Linked DNA regions of Mus musculus: region 2 is linked to region 1. A link is a contact called in public promoter capture Hi-C data. All regions are on one chromosome and are shown on one strand. The core of a region is the stretch at or near the end of the contact, and the rest is flanking DNA. Distances in the headings are between cores, read along the strand shown. Region 1 overlaps Sh3pxd2a (SH3 and PX domains 2A). Region 2 overlaps Stn1 (STN1, CST complex subunit).

The links. Capture Hi-C pulls out chosen DNA fragments and counts their contacts.
Region 2: a promoter capture Hi-C map of adipose tissue shows a contact between it and region 1. The contact joins two enhancer-like sites. A contact is called at or near these places in 3 of 115 datasets of contacts at active chromatin or transcription factors (the NIH/3T3 cell line, embryonic stem cells and pancreatic cancer cells) and 4 of 9 other capture datasets (adipose tissue, embryonic stem cells, liver and 1 more).

What each region holds. Positions count from the first base shown.
Region 1 is chr19:47,313,335-47,317,581 of GRCm38.p6, forward strand. It overlaps Sh3pxd2a (SH3 and PX domains 2A), which reads right to left. Exons shown (of 15, transcript NM_008018.4): 8 at 701-832. Among named protein-coding and RNA genes, the nearest start is that of Gm29834, 29 kb to the left of the region's middle. Within about 2 kb of position 2,082, at least 230 of the 459 cell types and tissues checked have an H3K27ac peak or open chromatin away from gene starts, as enhancers often do. A contact at or near this core is called in the NIH/3T3 cell line, adipose tissue and pancreatic cancer cells, where this site is marked.
Region 2 is chr19:47,507,208-47,511,454 of GRCm38.p6, forward strand. Stn1 (STN1, CST complex subunit) reads right to left here. Exons shown (of 10, transcript NM_175360.3): 8 at 3,128-3,250; 9 at 599-671. Among named protein-coding and RNA genes, the nearest start is that of Gm19557, 3.7 kb to the right of the region's middle. Within about 2 kb of position 1,789, at least 212 of the 459 cell types and tissues checked have an H3K27ac peak or open chromatin away from gene starts, as enhancers often do. A contact at or near this core is called in the NIH/3T3 cell line, adipose tissue and pancreatic cancer cells, where this site is marked.

The sequences.
Region 1 (4,247 bases), core at 832-3,331:
CTGCAAAAACCCTGGAGCTAGCAGATCCTGCCAAGCCATGGGCATGGTCTCTGTCAGCTCCTAATGACAAAGTGGCCTGCTGCAGGACCCCTTCTGGACCTGGCTTCATCCAGAGCCTGGGCCCTCTTCCCAAGTCCTGGTGGCTTCCAGCTCAGCAGGAGGTGGTCAAACTCACCACCCACTCACTGGCCAGACACTAGCCAACCTCCCACAGGGCCTGGCCCTTCCTCAGACATCTTGCTAGGGGTCTGGGGACTCTGGAACCTATTGTGATGTCATGCCTGCCCTCTCCACCAGCTGGCTGGGTCCTCCCACTCCTGCCTGGATCCTAGCTGGCAGACACACAGCTCGACCAGGGAAAGCTGTCATTGGGCATCTCTGAGCTAAAGCTACCATCTCTGGGCCTCAGATGGCACGGGGTCAGTCCCTGAATGAGGGAGGGATGCTTCCATACCACCTTGGCCTTGCATTAGCACAAGCCAGCTAATTAGCCTCGAGCCAGGGAGACATTCTTCCACCACCAGGCAAACTGCTGGCCTGCAGCCCAAACCAACAGGGGAACTTCAGACTCTTCGGCCCTCTCCCTCTCCCTGCCAGATGGAAATAACGTATAGCTGCAGAGGTGGGGGGAGGAGGAGAGGAACAAAAACCCAGCCGGGCCCAGGAGCCAGGCTGGAACCAGGAGTGGACACGCACTCACCGCTTTCGTTCTTCTCGATGACATCTACCACCTCCCCGGCCTGGAGGCTCAGCTCCGAGTTCTCTTGTTTCTTATAGTTGGACACCACCACGTACTGTTCCAGGATCATGGGCTCGGCGTTGGTGTCGGCACCTGGCGAGGGCAGAAAGCACGCGGTGAGCCAGCGGCCGGCTGTAGCCCCGCGGCCGGGGCGCCCTCTGTCCATCGCCCTCGAGGGAGGCTGCTCGGTCGCCAGCTCTGCACCGCGGAGCAGCCCGTAGCCAGGGCTCGCAGCTTGCCGGGCCCCAAGGACAGGCCATATAGCAAGGCCCCACACCGGCCCGCTGCACCGCGGGGACCGGGGGACATGGGGAGCCAGGGGCCGGGGGGGGGGGAGGAGAAGGGGGTGGAGAGAGGCAGAGACAGGCAGAGACGGAAGCCAAGGAAATTGAGGGAAAAGCCTGCTGCTGCGTGCGAAGCGTTAGTCACAGGCCGGCATGGGGGAGTCTGCTGAGAGGCCCGGGGCCTCCCATCTCTCCAGACTCTTGGGCTGGCCGGGGTGTGAGAGCGGGACCACAGGAGCACAGTGGGCGGCCCATGAAGGCTGAGGCCAGAACACAGGGGCGAGAAAGAAGAGAGAGGGCTGGGAGGTCCAGGAGGCTGGCTGCCTCTACCCCAAGCCTGTAAACCCGGAGAGAAAAGGAGCGGGGCTCCCCTCAGGAGGGAGAGGGAGAGAACTCCACAGCCGAGGTCCAGCAAAGAGTCAAGAGGCTTTGAGGCCGCCAATCACTAGGGCTTACTCGCAACCCTTAAATAGAAACACATGAGACCCGTCGAATGAGGAGCTGGGGGCGGAGGCAGGGGATGGGAGGAGGGCCCAGACTATTTACTTGAAACCCAAGAAGAAAGTCCCAGCGCCAGCGCTGGCGGGCCGAGCGCCCCTCCCTCCCCACGCCAACTTTTCCCCAAGTTCGGCTCCATTCCTGTCCTCCTGGTTCTCCAGGGGCCAGGCAGATAGCAGCTTTAGGCTTTCCAGAGGAGCCTTCCTGGGTCTCTCTGCCATCTCAGCCAGCAGAGGCTGCCCGGTTCCCCTTGTCTTTAAGTGCTGGGAAGTTTTAAAAGCCTTGGAGTCAAAGGCCAGGGTGTATCAGAGAGAGGGCCTGTGAGTCCTGCTTCCAGGAGCAAGGCAGTTCTTTGTCCTGTTTGGCCACTGTATTGGTGTGACATTCATTAAACAAGCACCAAGCTGGCAAATGGACAGGCTGGGTGCCATCTCGGCTTAAAGGGTATATGGCTGGATGTGCCGTCACATCTTTCCTGCTCTTCAACTGATACTGTGGACACTCCCAAAGACAGTATGCCCTGCTAGCCTTATACAAATCCACAAGCCAGAAAATGACTAATCACCTCTTTCAGGAAGCCTTCCCAGACGCTCCACCCCCGAGGGAATTCCTAGTACATTTCTTACAACCATATAGTTGCCAGTCAGTCTGTAATTCCCACAGTAGTGGCTGAGGCAGGAGAATCAGGAAGGAGTTCAACATTAGCCCGGGTTGCCAGTCAAGAAACCTGTCTCAGAACCAAAACAAATGCAAACCTCTACCCATGTTCAGGAAGGCTGGGGCTTAACACCACTAGTGTGGCCATACAAATGGCCTGGCGTTTCCAGTCTCTTGTGGTGCCTCACCCCTCGGACACACCCCTCCCTCTGCATGACTGAGTCTGACTCACATGCCAGGCAGGTATGGCTTCAGTCCACCTCGAGACGGCCCTTCTCTTCCCGTTTACCTCATAAATTAATGAGAGGCTCAGAGAGGAGCTGAAGAGGCACATGTAGTTCCCACAGCTCATATAGAGACAGCCGAAACACACACTCATGGACTTTCCGAAGGTTCAAGTCCGCCTCTCTTCTAATCACAGAATTCTGGTCTGTTTACACACACACACACACACACACACACACACACACACACACACTGTCCTTCTGACACAATGACCCTTTGCTTAGACATGTCACAGGAGCCTTTAATCCCCAAACTCTCATGCCCAGGCTTCAGAGAGCCAGTTTTAATGGGTGGGGCCTCAGTGTGAATCACTTTGCATAGCCCATCTTGTCCCACGGTTCAGATATGCAGCCAAAGTGAGAGGCACTGTTTAGACCTCTGTGACCTTTGTGAAGAAGGGTCTTTCAGGGTCTGTGGCCAGAAGATGCTAGGAGATCAAAAGAGGCTCTCCTGGGAGAGCCTCCCATGGGCCTGGTACTTTTCTCTCACAGATGTGGGGCTTTGCAGCCACAGCCGTACCCTCTGGAGACTCAGAAGCTGAGGTGTACCCCATGAGTGCACACAGGCAAGCCCCAGGCAGCCCCCTGCGAAGCCAGAATTGTATTTCAGGCAGAAGCACAACCCAACAGCTGGGCAGAAGGGCAGCCCCGCCTCTGTACACACAGTTGGCAGCTTCTGCACCAGCTAGCAATAGACTGGGCATTGGGCTGACAGGCGCCACCCCCTGTCACCCTCTCGACTGTGCCCTAGGGGATATAAGTGCTTGTCAGTGCAAGTGTAACACAACTAAAAAGCAGCCAGACACCGAGAGGACCTTAAGTGTGAAAAAATGAGGGAGAATACAAGATCCAAATGGGGGCGTGGGGGCCAGCGGCAGGAGTTCTGTAGCAGTTGAGAGCCTCCAAGTCCCGGCAGCACCACTCATGCAAGTCCTCATCAGGGCCTCTTGGGGTCAGTCCACACTCAGCACCCAACTGCAGCACAGTTCCCACAGTAGGCTCCACACAGCCTCGTGTTGCACGTGTGCAACGTGAATGTCACGAGAGGAAGCAGCCTCCTCAGCTGGGACAGACAGTACCCGAGTCTATGCCACCGAGCACATTCTTAATTCCTGCGGCACACGTGGCCTACAGGTGCCGCTGATTCTTAGTCTCTAAGAAGGACCCTGCCCCACCTGCATCCTCAGACACCTGGCACACAGGTGGCGCCAGGTGAACACTGGAGTTTGGGATTTTTACAGATCCATGCTGTTATCTCTGTTGACTAGCCCAGGCATCCATCAGTGGTAGACACTGAGTGTGTAACAGATGTACTTCCAGATAGATGCTGCGACTATGTGTCCGTCTGGGTAAAGCAGGAAGGGCCTTAGATCCCAAACGGGGACAATAAGTGACTGAACAGGAAGCGGGGAAAGGGACAAGAAGCTGGGGCAATGAGGAACAAGCAGCCCTGGGATCGAGGCCAGATGGCGGACAGGGATGTGAGGACAAAGAAGAGGTGCCAGCAAGGGGACAGATATCAGCTCATTTTGATCCAAGCCAAGAAAAATTTGAGGCAAGATTTCAAAGCAGAGGAAAAATCTACACACTCACGGGCCTCATCCAGTCTGCCTGGAAAACTGGCTAGATCCTCTAATGGCTAGGCTAGCATTCTGGGACTCAGGAAGGTAAAGCGAAGAAAACCTTCTCCAGGGTCACACAGCACGGGCAGGCAAGCTGTCACTCTTCTTGGGAGACAGCTGCACTAGCTGTGGGTCTCTCTCTTCACCCCCAGTGCCAACAGGC
Region 2 (4,247 bases), core at 539-3,038, 190 kb after region 1:
AAGACGGATGCTTTCTTTGTAATTAGGGTGAATTGATATGCGAGTTATCAGACTAGATGTAGTTTGAGTGTCCAGCCACTAGGGGCCGACCTAACTCCACAAACCGGCACTATTTTTCTAAGCCATTTCATTTATAACTCAAGGGTTTCTTGAGATGACTGGATTTCGTTATTCATGAACTGTAATGTCTAAGAGCCGTCCTGCCTGAAACTGAAAAGCCTTGATGTTTGAGAAGAGAGTGAATGTTGACATTACATTCAGAGGCAGTGGTAAACATGGGCGACAAACCAGGGACCAGAAGCAGCGAGCGCATCTCAGAGCCGAGCGTGGTGGTTCACTTCAGTGTGCCCGAATCTCAGGGAGAGCTTGGTGGTTGGCCTCCAGCTTATCCCTACAGGACCGGACACCCCAGGGCTGTTTAAAGGAGCCCCACATGCTGACTCCTCTGCCCAGGCAACACGACATAGAGGAGAGGACAATGAGTCTCGGAGGACAGAAGCCCTGGCTGTCTCCCTCCTGAGTCAGGACAGAGCATCCTGATTCTGTCTAGGAGGGAAGGAACCCTGGGCGCACCGGCTCACCATCACAAAACACTTACGGTTTGGTTTCTGACAGTCTTCCTTAATGATGTGGTAGATCTTCTGCTGCAGGTCTTTGTCTTTGGTGGTTACCTAAAAGGAGAATCCAGAGAGGAAACGTGGTTTGAGAACACAGCAGTGTGTCACTCAGAACTCAAGACCAGCCTTCGAGGCGGTTCTACAAATCCCATAGCAACGACAAGCCTCCCCCATACGCCCTCCCTCAGTGATTCTGATGCGTGGTGGCCGCTGCAGCTCCGCTCTGCCCCTAAGGACACAGCTCTCTCAGGAGCTGGTTTGTTGGGGCCAGAAGGGAAAGCATAACTGGAACCCTGTGCCTTGAAGGGGCAACTGCCCTTTTCTACACTGTGGCCACTCAGACAGACACTCCTCTTCCTTGCCCAGTGTTTTTGAAGGAGCTCCCGCAGGTTCAAAGTTTCCTCCCTGTCCCAGCCTTCTTCCTCTCGGTCCCCTTCTTGTCTTATATTTCTTTAGTTCCTCTTCTTCTAAGCACAAGGAAGAATTAAAGAAGAAATGGGCATGGGGAAGCCAGCAAGCTAGAGAATCCAGCTTATCTACAGAAACGCTCTCTGCTCTTGTAGGCACACCCACAACCATGTTTCTCAACTAGCAGCAGGCTTCACCCTCAGCTACAGGCAGTAAATTTAATAACACTAGAGAAGAGAGAGGGGAGAAGAGGGAAGGGAAGAGGGAAGAGAGGCAGAGAGGGGGGGAGGGAGAGGAAGCAAAAGAAAAAGAAGGTGAGGGAGGGAGGGAGGAAGAGAAGAAAGGGGAAGAGGGAAGGAAGGAAGGAGTGTGTAAAAGGAGAGAAGAAAGAGGAAGGAGGAAGAGCCAAGTCTAAGCATGGGAACACAGCTGAAGAACTGGGTACAGGAAACAGCCATGGCCGCCCGTGAGACCTGATGACTTCGGACTCACAAGATTAGTGTGAAGGTCAACCATGGGTGCAAACAGAGCTCTGGGCTCTGCTGTAACTATGTCCCCAGCAGGGCTTCAGGAGAAAGGAAAGCCACAAATCAGGGATGAGTGGAAGGGAGGGGTCAGCCACAGAAGGGGCCGTGGGATCTATTCCTGTTTGACTACCCCTTCCAGCTCAGGGTGATTCATTCACAAGAGGAAGTGCCCAACCCTGCCACACCTCGCCCTGGGCAGCTGCAGTTGCCCTGGCTGCTTCCCAGGGAGGGTTGCTCTCTACAGACAGACCCTCACAGAAGCCAACCCAGAACAGAAGGAGGCACAAATCTCTAAGAGGGCTCCAGCTGAACTTAGTGTGACAATGGCCGCCATGTCCTGCTTGGCCCCTCCCATCCCGGGATGAGTGGACAGCACTGTGTTATACTGGCTTACCTCTCAACACTGTGGAAAACCCCTCCTACTTAAATAAATAAAACCTGGGCCTCTCCACAGAGGAAATGACCTGCTAAGTAGACCTCTAGCGAGTCTGCAAGCAGGCAGGCCCAGCAGCCTGTCTCCAGAGCTCTCATCTTATTCTGAAGCCACTTCTCCGCTCTGGACACGAGTGGTCCTCTCTCAGCTTACTGCCTCCAACATCAAAGGCATGCAGCAAGAGGCAGACTTCTACCTTGAAAAGATGGAGGCAAGCAAGCAGCCGTCCCGTTCCTCAGAAGGGAGGCTGGCAAGCAAGGCCTTCAGGGAGGCAGACTGGAGTTACCTGAAAGCTTTAACTAAAGTGTCCTTTGCTCCGGGCGCTCTCCTGCGTGAGCCGTCCTTGGAAATACCAACACAGATTCACACAGAGAGCCACACAGATCGAGTCAGGAAACACTATTTGTGACAGCAAAAGTCGTACAACCGTAGTGTCCGTCCGTCCGTCACAAAGGAATGGCTAGAAAGTTCTGGTAAATACTCCTGGTCAGAAAGAGTGAGGCAGACTCGCAGGTGCCGGGACACACGGGCACAGGGACAGACGGTGGCACTGCAGGCTGTGCGGAGCACTCTTCACAGCAGTGGGACATCTGGTGATGCCCGAAGGCATTTCTGATTGTCACAACATACTAGGTGCTAGTGGCATTTAGTGTGAGAGGCCAGGGATGCTGGTGGAAGACACAGGACAGTCTCCAGTGCATCAGCATCTGCACCAGGAGCTCTGAGGATGAGGCCTTCTCAATTAGAAGATAGCTCACTCACTCTTACTCCCTTCCCTTCCGTTCCCCCTTCCCCTACCCTTCCTTCCTTTCTTAAAAAAGCCATAGGGACGTGCTTGTATATCTGTCAATGTACAGATAAATATTTAGACGGCCATTGGGCTTCAAGTGGCAGCATGGATCCGGAGTAGTGGCACACACCTACAATCCCAGCCGTGGAGAGGTGGAGCCAGGAGATTAGGAGTTCAAGGTCAGCCTGGGTTTACAGAGTCAGACTGTTTCACTGGAGGAAACAGTTACATTGTGAAAGGGTAAGAGGTCGCTTTCACCCCGACTCACTGTCTTAGAAACTGGTACTATTCCTAAGCCTAACTGTACTTGTAACGGAAGCCATGAGGGGAAACTAGGCTGCAGGTCTCTTACGTAGTACAGCTTATCAGAGCCACTGTCTCTCTGGAACACGAGTCCTTTTTCCTGAAGCAGCTGGAGAGCATTCTTAAACACTCTCTGCGCTACGCCAGAAGTGCCACTGTCCTTTAACTCCACCTGCACAGGGAAGAAAAAGAAATGTCTCATCTTCCATTACCTGCGACTAACTCCCAAGCCCAACTGGTTTATTATGAATTCACCCAACAGGCTTTTCCTGTGCTGAGTCAGCGTGCTCTAGGCATGCGTCAGCTGAGCAGGCCGGCATTTAGGCAGGGTCAGAAGTCTGCTCTGGAGGGTCACACTTGGTAACTGTGCTGAACTTGGGTTCTGCTCTGACTGATCACGGCTTTGCCCCCAGGCTGCTGGGCGATCTTTCCCATGAGCATCAGCTCCCTCCTCTGAGAGGCCGGGTCAGCAGGGAAAGCACTCGCAGCCATAGGGAGCCAACTGCAGCTCAGCTCCCAGGAACTGCAAACAATACAGGACGCATCCTCTCCAGAGACTGCCTCGCGGCCTCAGGATGTGCTGCCTAGCCTGTTTCAAAGGCCACAGTCCTGAGAGCAAGGACACCAGGGGTCCCTTCTGACAAGCCAGCCGCTTCCGGGACTGAGATCTGTGTTTTGCTCGTCACTTTCAAAAGAACAATGACAGACACGCACGGTTCAGGAAACCAAAATTGCTCACAGACTGAAGCAGCGACTTGGTGCTCAGGCCAGGAACTGGGTGGCTTCCTGAAATATATATAATCTGCCCGCCCAAACATAGTCAGCATTCATCTAGCTGTCAGAGAAACAATGGTCCTGTAAGATCTGCTTATCATGTTTCTGGATTTGCTAAGAAAGGCGACGGTTAGAAAAAAAATCAGAAGGGAGAGACGGGGAAGTGAGCAGCCATGAGTGACAACAGGGCGCCCAGGGCTCTCGGGTTTCTGCATCGCCCGAGCATCTGCAGTCTCCCAGGGCGCTATTAATTGAGGGACACTGACATCCCAAGCAGGGCAATTTGACCAACTGATTCATAATTGATGGAAGAAATCGTTTTCAAAGAGAAACAAATACAGCGACAGATCAGTTTCTTTTTAAATATACAGCACTACACAGAAACAGTCTTCTGC